Regions from separate parts of the Sus scrofa genome. Here region 2 is linked to region 1. A link is a contact called in public HiChIP or PLAC-seq data. All regions are on one chromosome and are shown on one strand. The core of a region is the stretch at or near the end of the contact, and the rest is flanking DNA. Distances in the headings are between cores, read along the strand shown.

What was found. HiChIP or PLAC-seq counts read pairs in DNA pulled down with a chosen protein or histone mark.
Region 2: an H3K27ac HiChIP or PLAC-seq map of skeletal muscle shows a contact between it and region 1. The contact joins the enhancer-like site here to the promoter of DAAM1 in region 1. A contact is called at or near these places in 4 of 5 promoter capture datasets (fetal liver, fetal skeletal muscle, liver and 1 more), 5 of 47 Hi-C or Micro-C datasets (alveolar macrophages, brain, embryonic fibroblasts and 2 more) and 2 of 2 datasets of contacts at active chromatin or transcription factors (alveolar macrophages and skeletal muscle).

The regions. Positions count from the first base shown.
Region 1 is chr1:188,332,761-188,339,211 of Sscrofa11.1, reverse strand. It overlaps DAAM1 (disheveled-associated activator of morphogenesis 1), which reads right to left and starts at 3,877. Exons shown (of 25, transcript XM_021102694.1): 1 at 3,729-3,877.
Region 2 is chr1:188,484,768-188,491,461 of Sscrofa11.1, reverse strand. DAAM1 (disheveled-associated activator of morphogenesis 1) reads right to left here. Exons shown (of 25, transcript XM_021102694.1): 17 at 4,664-4,748. It overlaps LOC102167425 (a long non-coding RNA gene), which reads left to right. Exons shown (of 3, transcript XR_002347112.1): 3 at 529-4,657. Among named protein-coding and RNA genes, the nearest start is that of GPR135, 94 kb to the left of the region's middle. Within about 2 kb of position 3,666, at least 30 of the 83 cell types and tissues checked have an H3K27ac peak or open chromatin away from gene starts, as enhancers often do. A contact at or near this core is called in alveolar macrophages, embryonic fibroblasts, fetal skeletal muscle and 2 more, where this site is marked.

The DNA.
Region 1 (6,451 bases), core at 2,628-5,127:
AAAAATCAATACTGTCAAAATGATTATACTACCCAAGGCAATCTACAGATTCAGTGCAATCCCTATCAAATTACCAAGGATGTTTTTCACAGAACTAGAACAAAATATTTTAAAGTTTGTCTGGAAGCACAAAAGACTCAGAATAGCCAAAGCAATCCTGAAAAAGAAAAATGGAGCTGGAGGAATCAGGCTCCCTGGATTCAGACTACACTACAAAGCTACAGTCATCAAAACTGTGTGGTACTGGTACGAAAACAGAAATATACATCAGTGGAACAGGATAGAAAGCCCAGAATTAAACCCACACACCTATAGTCAACTAATCTATGACAAAAGAGGCATGAATATACAATGGACAAAAGACAGTCCCTTCAATAAGTGGTGCTGGGAAAACTGGACAGCTACATCTAAAAGAATGAAATTAGAACACTTCCTAACACCATACACAAACATAAACTCAAAAGGAATTGAAAAGCTAAATATAAGACCAGCTACTATAAAATTCTTAGAGGAAAACACAGGCCGAACCCTCTCTGACATAAACGACAGCAATATCTTCTCAGATCCACCTCCTAGAGTAATGACAATAAAAACAAAAATAAACAAATGGGACCTAATTAAAATTGAGTTTCTGCACAGCAAAGGAAACCCTAAACAAAATGAAAAGACAACCCACAGAATGGGAGAAAATATTTGCAAATGAAGCAACTGACAAGGGATTCATCTCCAAAATTTATAAACACCTTCTGCAGCTCAATACCAAAAAAACAAACAACCCCATCAAAAAAAAATGGCAGAAGATCTAAACAGACAATTCTCCATAGAAGACATATGGATGGCCAAAAACCATGTGAAAAGATGTTCAACATTATTATTAGAGAAACACAAATCAAAACTACTATGAGATTCCACCTTACTCCAGCCAGAATGGCCACCATCAAAAAGTCTAAAGCAATAAATGCTGGACAGGGTGTGGAGAAAGGGGAACCTTATTACACTGTTGATGGGAATGTAAACTGGTGCAGCCACTATGGAAAACAGTATGGACAGTCTGCAAAATCTAAACATAGAACTACCATTTGATCCAGCAATCCCACTCCTGGGCATCTATCCAGAGAAAACAATGACTCAAAAAGATACTGTACTCTGATGTTCACTGCAGCACTACATAGGATAGCCAAGACATGGAAACAACCTAAATGTGCAACGACAGAGGAGTGGATAAAGATGTGGTACATATATACAATGGAATATTACTCAGCCATATAAACGAAAGAAATAATGGCATTTGCAGCAACATGGATGACCTAGAAATTATCATGCTAAGTGAAATTAGTCAGACAGTGAGACACCAACTTCATATGCTATCACTTACATGTGGAATCTAAAAAACAGATACAATGAACTTCTTTACAGAACAGATACTGACTCACAGACTTTGAAAAACTTATGGTTTCCAAAGGAAACTGGTTGGGCGGTGGGGGGATGAGCTGGGAGTCTGGGATGGAAATGTTATAAAACTGGGTTGTGATCACTGCTGTACAACTATAAATGTAATAAAATTCATTAAGTTAAAAAAAAAAGGAGTTCGGTTTAAATTCTCATCTTTAGATTTTTTTGAGAAAAATAAGACAATGAACAACTCCTTCTTAGAGTTAAGATTTTAGACCTAAAATCAGCTTTAGGAAAACTTCTGTGCCCCTCTCCCATTACCAAGACCATGGTCCCTAGAAGCAGAGGGCTCTTCCCAGACAGACTGTGGTAGCCAGTAAGAACAAAGCCTGTGCAGGACCCAGGCTTCCCAGATGCTAAACCTCTCAAGGACCTGCATCCTCTAGGCAGGTTTTTAGATTTCATGAAAACCACAAGGGATGGCAGTGACTTCCAGAACTCAAGGTCAGTTATTATTTGTCCCTAAAACCCTCCTGTGAATTGCATCTAAGGCAAACTGAGGGCCTTCATTAATGACCAGGGAGCTCTTTTCACGTGTAACAGAGAATTCCCTCCTTGAGAACGCTGCCTCCAACACTATTAGGAAAATGCAGGTAGCCTGAAAGGGGGAAAAGATCTTTCGACTGCAATTTTCTGAGTTTGCCTTAGGAAAAGGGCTCTTAATAGTTTTTTTCTGGGGAGGGGGGTTGGAGAGACCAAGTACATGTAGGCGAGAGGGAAAGGGGTCTAAAAACTCTGTCCAAGCTATTTACAAGAGAATGTTCAGAGCCCTGGGCTGAGAAACCGGTGACTAGGAGAGAGCAGCTGGGCCCAGGAAGAGCATCTGACCACACCCACTGGCCACGCCCTCCCAGCTGCCCGCAGAGCCACATCGAATTGAAACAGCAGTGGGAGCAGTTAAGATTCCGACGGCAGGAGTCGCCATGGCAACGGGATTTGTCTTGCAGGCAAACTCCGCTTCAATTCACTAGGTCCTTCTCGAGCCTCAAGAAACTACCAGTTCAACGAGGGCAAAACGGCCACGCGTGGCGTTCTTTCTTGACGCTTTCCTGCGTAGGTGGAGATGGGGGGGTGGGAGATGGGGAACCAGGATTGGAGTGTATTCTATTTCTGGGCCCAGTGAAATATTTCATGGCAGCAAGAGACAGAACACTCCAACCACAGGCTGTGAGCAACTTGAGAACAGAGCCTTTAGCAAAGATTTGATGAATGAGTGAGTAAGGGAAAGAATAAGGGGGCTGGGAAAGGGAAATCCAGAGGACTTCACCGGCCTCGCTCAGGTGCCCGGTCGGAGAGCAAGAGGATCACAAGCATTTGGATTTTCACCACCAGCTGGGAAAACCGATTATCCACCGCTCTTGCCCCACTGCGAGTCTTATCGTTAGATTATTCCACACTCCGCACCGCTTTTCCACCTCCTAGCCCAGCGCTCCAGGCAGACGCTTCGTACCAGCTCAGGTGTTATTTGTCGAGGGAACCATCAGTGCAACGGGCATCAAGATGCCCCCTACCCAGAGGGATGCGAGGCGGGAGTGCTCTGCGGCGCTTGGAAACCAGTCAGCAGGCTGCGCAGCCTCCCCTCGCCGCTGTCCGACAACACCCCTCGCTCTTTCCGCAACGCGGTTTCCCTCTAGTCTCTCGTTTGAGATATTTAGCTCCCAACTTTACCTAAATTACAGTCACTTCATCCCTTTCGAATGAGTCTTGAGATTAGGGTGCCCGGGATGGTAGGGGTTCTGCTGGGATGAGTAAATGAGTCTCTCCTCCTCTGTCGCCACCTCTGAGTCCACCTAGCCTGCCTTGGGATTCTCCCCTCCCGGAGCCTCACCGGGCAGCAGCTCCCGACAGCAGCAATGTCCACAGCACCCAGCTGGGGCCACGACCCCCAGCGCCCCAGCCCCAGGGTGTCAGCAGCAAGGCGGCGAGTGGTACCCCGCCGGCTCTCTTGGCATCTGAGCGCCTCAGAAAGAAAGAAGGGAGGCACCCGCGTCCTCGGGGGCGCCTTTCTCCAGTCTCGCTTTGCTTTGTGCCGCGCTTGCAGCCATTTTCCCAAACCGAGCTTGGCAGCTGGAAGCTGTCTAGGTCCTGTTCCCACCCAGACCCAACCTGAAGGACGGGTTTAATATTTACCTACTGGCCCGGGAGCTCCGGGGAGGCAACGGGAGGGCGCGCCGCGAACCCAGCGCCGGGCCCGAAACAGCGAGCCCAACCCCACGCCACCGCGCGGTGCCACTTAATGAATGAGTGCAGCGAGCGACGCGGCACGTCCCCCTTACCTGAGCAGCCCCAGCATTCTGAAAAGGCGGTTCTGAGCTTCGGGTACAATGGGCTCCCTTAAACAGTTTCCTTCACAGCCGCTCGTAGGTTACCAACTCGCAGGTGACATCACCCTCTCCTCGCCTGATAGGATACAATGTGGCGCCCACTGCGCATGGACTCCCGGGTCGCTTCTGGGAGTTGTAGTTCGTGTTCCACAGGCAGAGCCCGGGTAAGTGCGATACCAGGGTTCTTGGAACTACACTTCCCGACACACTCCCGGCCTCTTCGTCCACGCCCCTAACCCCGCCCCCGCCTCGACCCGCCCCCCCCCGACCCGCCCTCCAGCCTTGCAGTGTTAGTCCGGGTAGTTCAGAAGCTGAGCTGAGGACGCAGCGGGTTGGGAGCAGGGGTTGCGGGTGGGAGGGGAAGTGGTATCCTTAGGTCGTGCTCTTTGACTTGACCTCCACTCGGCCCCATGCGGGCTCCGAGGAACCAGAGGGGTCCGGGACTAGTGCGCACTAGCCCCGCAGCTCTGAGCAACCTGGTTCCGTTGGCCCCGGCCGAAAAGAGAAGATTAAGCCCTTCACTGCCTCCCCTAGGCGTAGCAACTAATTAATTGGGTTAAACGCAGTCGAGGAATTACCCCACGACCCAGAGGAAGGCGGACGCGGACCCTGAAGGACAGAAATGCCCCTGTGCCCCACTTGGTACAAATCACCTCTCGGTCTTCTCTTTCCTTCTCCCATTTAACGGAGTCAGGGTGACCAACCAGATCTCTGGGAACAGCTTAGTCGCCTGAGCCGACAGAATAACCTAGGGTGTCGCTAATCAAAATGCTGTGCAACAGACTAGATAGTCGCCTCAACCCTCCGTCTGGGAGCCTGCTGCTGCTGCAGAGATAATACTATCGCGCAGCCATGCTTTTGTTCTTCCCTGCAGCAGACTTCCCGCTCGCTCATGGCTCCCAGGAAGACAACATCCTTGCCTAAAGTTTTAATAAATAAATATACGTATACATGTACTTTTAAATACACAACACTCTCAACTTGCATACCTTTCTCTTCAAATTTTTTAATGACCTAAGCGAAACAACATCATGCTGTTCAAGAACTGCTGTGATACTAATACACCTAAGTGTTTATTTAAAGATAAGATGTGCAGCAGAATTCTGAACCTTCAATAAAATTTTATTTTTAATATGTAAAAATTTGCCTTGGAACTTTTCATTATTCAATGAATATCAAACATTATAAAAAATTAACACTGGTAAATCTCTTGATGTGTTTCTAAATGAAAAAAAAAATCTTTACGTCTAGTTATTCCAGTTGTAAAGGTAAATTATAATGGCATTCGATGTCGTAATCACATATAAGGATCAGCTCACACCCTTATTTCTACAAGCAAAATCTCTAGAGACTACCTCTCATGAAAAGAAAGTTCACAATTAAGATTTCAAACAACTCTCCACCTAATTGTTGGTGAAAGTCTTCTTATTTCTCATATCATCCTGCAACAATAACTGGGGTTCAAGAGAAAAATATTCATGGATCTAGTTGAAGATCTCAGGAAAGAAGGAAAGGCTTTGTTTGCTGAGAGGGATTTTACTACTGAATTCTGCTTTTTCTTTTAACAAGCCAATTCCTTATAGCCCAGACACATTTTTCTCCACTGAGGGAAGATAACTTTGAATGTTGCTCTCCTGTTCTGAGCTATTCCATCCATTTCAAATATTGTCTTAAGTGGAACCTAGACAATACAAATGTTCCATTGGCCAACAGATCAAGAGTACAATCAGTGATATTCTAGCTAATGGGTAGACTTAATGCATTGCAGTTCATTGTGGGAAAAGATTCAGAAAGAAACTTGACCTGGGGTGAATCTAAAAGCTCTTCCAGTTCTGTAACTTTGTAGAGCTTTTAGAGGGAAATACAATCAGTGCGCCTGAAATGTATTGAGTCCAATTGGATGTGGAGATTCTTTATAAGTCAGGATTTAGACTTACAGATAAAAGTATATTATATTATTGTGGTACACTCTGAGGAGTAAGTTTATAGAATAAATCACCTTAGAGCAAGTTCTCTTGAGTCTTCAGTAATGAAGGAGAGGATGAAGTCTGCCTAAAGAAAAAATTCCATTCTCTGTAGCAATTAATATTATAGGGATGTGCCATGTTACATGTCCATATATAAAGGACATCATACACAATAGATAACAAGCACAGAAATGAGCAGATGTACACATGTGAAGCTGTTCTTCCTACTAAATAGATATAAATATAGATAATAAATATTGAAAGATAGGCATCGTTTGGAAGCATTTTGCTATGTGCGATGGATTTGAGCTTATCCCTGCACACTATTTTCATTGGTAACCAGGAGAAACAAAGATGGCTCTTCAGCACCAGAAATGCAGTCTGTGGTCCTGGGACTAGAGGAAGCTTAACAACATCTATGGAGACTGAAGGGAACACACTTCTCTCCCTCCCTCTCTCCCTCTCTCTCTCTCTCTCTCTCTCTCTCTCTCTCTCTCTCTCTCTCTCTCACACACACACACACACACACACACACACACACACACACATTCACAGACATTTATTGTGTGTGTATTTCTTTTTCCGTGACTACATAGTCTCATAAACAATTGAAAACACTGTTCGGCTTATAATTTCGAAGGATTTCTTTACTTTTTTCTTTTCTTTTTAAAGGACAGCTGCTGTTCTAGAATGATCTGATGAAAGGTC
Region 2 (6,694 bases), core at 2,417-4,916, 150 kb before region 1:
TAAAAAAATTTCTTTTACCCTTAAAAATCATATCCATGAGATGATGGCTGCTAACTAAACTTACTGCAGAAATCATTTGAAATTTTAAGTCAAACCATTATGCCAAACACCTTAAACTTATAGTGATATATGTCAATTATATTTCAATAAGAAACTTTCTATTTTTACTTGAAAGCAGTTAAACTGGTGTATGATCATTTCTGGCACCCACCTGTCCTGTACTGCCTCTCAAATCAGAATCAGGAAGTTCTTTACCAGGAACCACTTTACACAGACCACAGAGGACCTTGGAGATTCAGCCTTCTTGTGAGATGATGATACAACTGAGGTCCAGAGAGAGAACCCAGGATTACAGAGCAATTATGAGTTTGATCTTCAGAAATGGAACCTGGGTCTCTTGACTTCCAGTTCTACGCTTTTTTTTTTATTACATCATGTTGAAATGAGTAATTCTATGTGTATTTTCCAATTTGCTTATTTCTTTGACTTATCTAATTCTATCTTTTTTTTTTTTTTTCCTTTATGTAGGGTGAGAGTAACAGAGCGGGATCTAAGTTTTTGATGCTGTATTTTCTTTTGGAGGAAGAAATGAGCATGAAATGTGGAAGAGATAGCAATAATACTTAGAGCTTAAAAAGTACTTCTGGATGTGTCTGATTTCCTTTGAAGGCACAAACGTGTATCTGCATGGAAAAGCTCAGGCTTGTGTGCTATTTTCTTGAGCAAATATCCCTGGACTTTTTTGTTTTAATGACACTGAGCCTCTGGATTCTGAGGTCCTCTCCAAAACTAATGCTGGCATTGGATGGTTCATTTTGCAGTTTTTCAAAATTTTGTTTAACTAGGGGACCTTAGAAAAGGCAGTCAGGGTGCCACCAGCAAGGAAAGAGAACTGGAACTACAGGGAAGAAGGCAATGGTGTGAGGTTGGAAATATATTCCAGGTAGAGTGCATATCATGCTGGGGTCCAGAACAGGCAGCAAAGCATTTAGGCAGGAGGAAGAGAGGCTCTAATGGCAATGGGGGAGGGTGGCAGTGGGCCAGGTCAGGGAGTAGCAAGGGCCTTCTAAGAAGTTCAGTCTTTACTTTGAGGGCACCGGTGTGTAACTTAAGTAAGGGGATGAATTTGCACTTTAAAAAAATCACTCTGCCTGCAGAACAGAGAAAGAATTGGGAAGGATCAAAAGTATTGGGTTGCAAATTAGCTTGCTGATATAGTAATCCAGGTGAGAGCTGATGGTGGCCTGAAATGGGTAGTGGGCAGATTCTAGAGCTATTTACGGGGTTTGAATAGAACTGGCCTGACTTGTTGATGGGTGAATTGTGGTGGACAAGGGTCAAAAAGATGAGGTCCAGACTTCTGGCTTAGGCAACGATGTGGAGAGTGTAACAGCAAACCTAGGAAGAGCAGGCTGGAGTAGGGTAGGTGGGGAGACAGTGAATTTAGTGTTTGAAATATTGGCAAGAGAACCAAGTAGTAATTTCTAGTAGGCATGTGGACAAATGGGTCTGAAATCCTACAGAAATCTGGAAGACAAAGCATTGGTGTGGGTTATAACATGCATGAATATAAGGCAGCCAGGGGAATATCAAGATAAAAAAGGCAGGGCTGGAGATAAGCCAGCACTGACGGGCCAAGGACAAGCAAGAGGGGGACCCTTCACAGGAGGCAATGGAGGGGCCTACATGGAGTTACAGCACCAAGAGAAGAAGGTGGTTCATCACGGGGCCAGTGAGCATTGATGTCATGCACCACCAAGAAGTCGAGGAAGATAAGGGACTGCAGAGTGTCCCCTGGCTCTGTCAACAGGAAAGTGAGTGTCCTTAGTGAGAAGAGCTTTGAAGAAGAAGGACTAGAGCAAGGTGAGGAAAAGCAAATGGGTGAGTGCAGACAAGCTTTTCAAGAACTTGCTGTGTCAAAAAGGAGAAAATGGGAGTTCCTGTTGTGGCTCAGTGGAAACGAACCCGACTAGTATCCATGAGGACTCAGATTCGATCCCTGGCCTCGCTCGGTGGGGTTAAAATCCAGTGTTGCCATGAGCTATGGAGAAGGTCACAGACAAGGCTCAGATCGGTGTTGCTGTGGCTGAGGCATAGGCCAGCGGCTACAGCTCCATTAGACCCCTATCCTGGGAACCTCCATATGCTGCATGTACTGCCCTAAAAAGACCAAAAAAAAAAAAAAAAAAAAAAGTGGCAGAGAGGGATGTGTAGCCTTAAGAAGTGTGTATGTATGAAGGGCTGGGACTTGAACATGTGACATACAGAGAGGGCGAGGTGGGAGACTGAGGGGAGAGGGGTAGGATCCTCTGACTGGGTGGGGTCCCCAAGGAGAAAGAAAGGAAGGGTCGGAGCCGAAGCCCCGTCAGATGGAAACACTGGACGGGACAGGCAGCATCGTACTCTTCCTCAGAGCAGGAGGCGAGACAAGGGAGGAGGAAGAGAGGACAAAGCTTGTTTTCCCATTTGGATTGTTTCCTTCTTGGGAACAATCCTTTCTTTCCTGGACAAGGAAATTCAGTTCTAGTTTCATGGGACCCCCCAGAGCTGCCCCCCGGAGCCCACAGGCCCCTGTTCGGGATAACAAGTCACCAACTCTTTCTCGTTACAAGAGTACGGGGGCAAGGCCCAGGCCTCCTCAAGGCAGAGTCGAGAACAAGTAGTACAGACGGTGTATAGGCAGCTTTGAGAGGAATGAAGAGTCAGGGGAACACTGGGGATGAGGAGAAAGGTATGCTTTCCAAGAAGAGTGTGTGGGAGTTCCCGCTGTAGTGCAGTGGGTTAAGAATCCAACTGCAGTGGTTCAGGTTTGATCTCCGGCCCAGGAACTTCCATATGCCATGGGTGAGGCCATTTAAAAAAAAAAAAAGAGGAGTGTATGGATCCCATCTGAGATCTGAACTCAGCAGCTAAAAGCAGCTGGAGAGGAAGGGATGAAAGTGGCTCAAATGCAGATCATAATGCGGAGTAAAGAAAGGGGAAGGAGGGTAGAAAAAGGAAGAAAAAAAAAAAGAGCTTGGGAGACAGCAGACTGAGACACGCAGAACTATCCAGAGAGCCCAGGTCAAAAGTATCCCACTTGGCCAGATACTACTTCAGTAGACTGATCTTCTTACTTGTATTTATTTGAAGTATGTTCTATTTGTACTACAAGCCCTTTTGGCAAGATTTTGAAATCCTTCCCCTCAAGGAGAAACTTTGCTGGATGCAATCTCACAGTAAACAGATCATGTGGAATTTTAAACGTACGACCTTGTCGATAGAGGCTGAAAAGCTAGGGACTAAAGCAGCTTTCTGCCCGGTTCCTCACTCTGGAGGAAGCAGCTCCTGTGAAGGCTTGTGGAGCGCAGGGTTGCCTGGGAGCTGGGGAGGGGCAGAGGGCCTGCACTCTCTGGGGGCGGAGACAATGTTTTGACTGGTATTCTGGAGTGGGGAGTGCCAGAGGAGCTGCAAAATGCTCAAAAAAAGGAATTTTAGGTTTAGCAATACTTTTAAGCTATTTATACACAGAGCATCCTAACAGACTTGGAGACATAGTCATTACCTATTTTGGGAACTAAATCAAACCATATACAAGGACACAGGAAGAGTTTTTCCTGGGCTGAGTGTGAGGGTTCTTACCCAGGATGACTGTGGAGGCAGAGGTGTCAGGGAGGGGCGGGTCCATTGAGTTATGGTGACACTGCACAAGTCATCCCCTCCCGCCCCATTGCCTTGCAACTGAGGCCTTCTGAGCAGACAGAATTGACTTAGGAGACTGTCCCCACAAAGCACAGAAAAGCTGACTTAGGAGACTGTCCCCACAAAGCACAGAAAAGCTTAGGCCCAGAGTGAGAGATCACTAACACTCCTGGGCTACCTGCTGGTGCAACACCAACAGTATCATTCGGGAGAGAACTCAGCCAAGCTGCTGAACAACACGGGACACAGTGGGAGGGGCTGCATGGGGTGTATCATGGAAATGACAAGAGGCTGGGTCACTACATCTGACTGGTTGGTGCCTGGCCATGAAAAATACAAATTATCTTCAAATACCAAGCACAAGGATGTATACCAATTGCATATAAATCTATCCCATACTTGCTAGGCAAGGCATTTGAATTGACTGCCACTTCTCATACAACTCACAGAGATAAGACCAGCCCCAAGCAGTTTACCCCCCACCTTATGACACCTGAGAGTGTTTTGATGAAGATGACAGTGCTAAGGGTTTCACAGTGGCTTTTGTGGTTGTGAGAATGGTGAGCCAAGACCAAGACATACTTGTGTCATGGCTTAAGCACTGAATCAGTATATGCAATGCACTCTGTGATCTCACAGGGCTGAGAGTCTCGATATCCTGTGAAATAGATGCTTTCCTTCAAAGCTAGTAGATTATAAGACCTGCTAAGGAATAACAAGTGTGACAGCAGCAGGAGAGACAGATTCTGGCGCCGAGGGTCCTAGGCATTTGATAAACTCGGGACCATCCTTCTCACCCATCATTTTGAGAAACAGGAGACTCAAGTCATAATGTCTTCTAACAGAGCCACATGGAACCTTGGTTCAACCTCCTTGATTCTGAGGCAAGGATATGGTCTACTGGCAACAACCAAGTCTCCCCAGGATACCCCTCCAGAGAGTCTGGGGTCACCTGTGCTCTGAGAGTTGCCTGGCAGCTCACCTGTTCCAACATGTCCTTGGGCAGATCCTCCTGCTCATCCATGGTGAGAATTGCCCGTTTGATTTCATCATTGGATAGTTTCAACCTGGAGAAAGAATATTTGTTGTTAATTTTGAATATCAGAAAGTTAATACAAGATAACTCGTTTTGCTACTCCAGCTGCTGATCTTCAAGTGCTGTTCTTCTCAAAATCTCTCAGGGAAAGCTTATTTCCTGGCAGTGTTGCACCTAAAAATAGTTTTCTGAAACGGCTTTAACATTCTTTCGGGGCTTTGTAATGCTCTGCTGACACACAGAACAAAGCTGTTATGTTCTACTATTTAGTTTCCTTAAGCAAGGGACTAGAAGATGAGACACAGGGAAAATACCCATGTTCTACCATTTTCTTTAATACATAGTATCCATGAATTGCAGGAAAAGAGAAAAACTGAAGTCTTAACTTGAATATATGTCCGGAGTGTTTAAAGTTTGCTTTCATATTGAAAATGAGTTTTGAGAAGGTTAGTAGGATCGATGTTACTGTTAAAACTTGAATAGTTAAAATACAAAATAAAATGTATGGTTGAGGAGTTTTCATATACATGATTTCATTTGGGATTCAAAAAAACTGTGATGATTTTTTTTAAGGGAGAAGCTCAGGCTCAGAATGGCTCTGTGATTTGCCCAAGGTCAAACACAAGTGGCAGAATCTAACACAAACCCAGGACTTTCAATTGCTAATCTTCATCTAGTTAGTATCTACCTTTTCTTATCTAGGTAGTATCTCTTAGGGAAGGATTTGAGCAAAAACACATTTTTTTTTTCTGGTTTTTGTTCTACCATTACTTCATATGATTTACTAATTTATAATAAAGATTTATGTTGATTATTTCAGGACAACAAAGAGTTGACTGTGACAGAGATGAAATTAAAACATACTTGTAAGTGTATGTTTTTATTAGACAACCAAAAGTCTTAACCACAGCAAAAAAATCTTAATCAGATTATTAGATGTTACAATAGGGTCATTCTTTTATTCTATTTTGCAAGCATCAGACTCTGATTTATTTTAAAAATCTTACTTCCTTATCAGCTACCACTAATGTGTTATTTTAACATTATTTGATCTACTCTTCTAGTTTATGAATTTCAAGAAGAATCATATATAGGACTGGGGATAAAGACACACACAAACACAGAGAAAAGCATAGAGCCTTCACGCGTAACATTTGAAGGAAGGGGCTTTGGCATCAGACAAGCCGTGCCCACGTCCTGGCTCTGACATTTCCTTTCGATGTGATCTTGGAAAAAAAATTTTTATGCAGCCTCTGTTTTTTCATTTATAAACAGGAGGTAATAACAACTACGTGGGAGTTCCCGTCGTGGCTCAGTGGTTAACGAATCCGACTAGGAACCATGAGATTGTGGGTTCGATCTCCGGCCTTGCTCAGTGGGTTAAGGATCCGGTGTTGCTGTGAACTGTGGTGTAGGTCGCAGACGCGGCTCAGATCTGGCGTGGATGTGGCTGTGGCTGTGGCTGGCAGCTACAGCTCAATTGGACCCCTAGCCTGGGAACCTCCATATGCCACGGGAGCGGCTCTAGAAAAGGCAAAAAGACAAAAAAAAAAAAAAAAAAAAAAAAAAAAAAAAAAAAAAAAAAAAAAAAGGATAATAACTATATTTAAAAGGAGGGGCAGTTGTGTGTGTATAAAGTGAAATAATGCATGCTAAGTGTTTGGCATAGGTCTGGCCGTAGAAAGGGCTCAATAAACTATATGCATATTCTACACAGACTTTTTCCACATCAGAAAAAAAAAAAAGCAGCAGCTTATGTAACATCACTATTCATATGCAGCTATGGGACCATTAAACAGTGCTTAGTAGGGTTATCATGAACCTTCCCCAAGTGCTTTCATATTCACTATTTCACCAGAATTTCCTCTCTGTCTATAGCACCCATCAGGTCTATAGGTGGTTATGTTTGGGAGAATCAAATGACAAGCTGAAACACTCCACACAAGGGCCCATGGAGCACACATGGTCGCTTGTGCT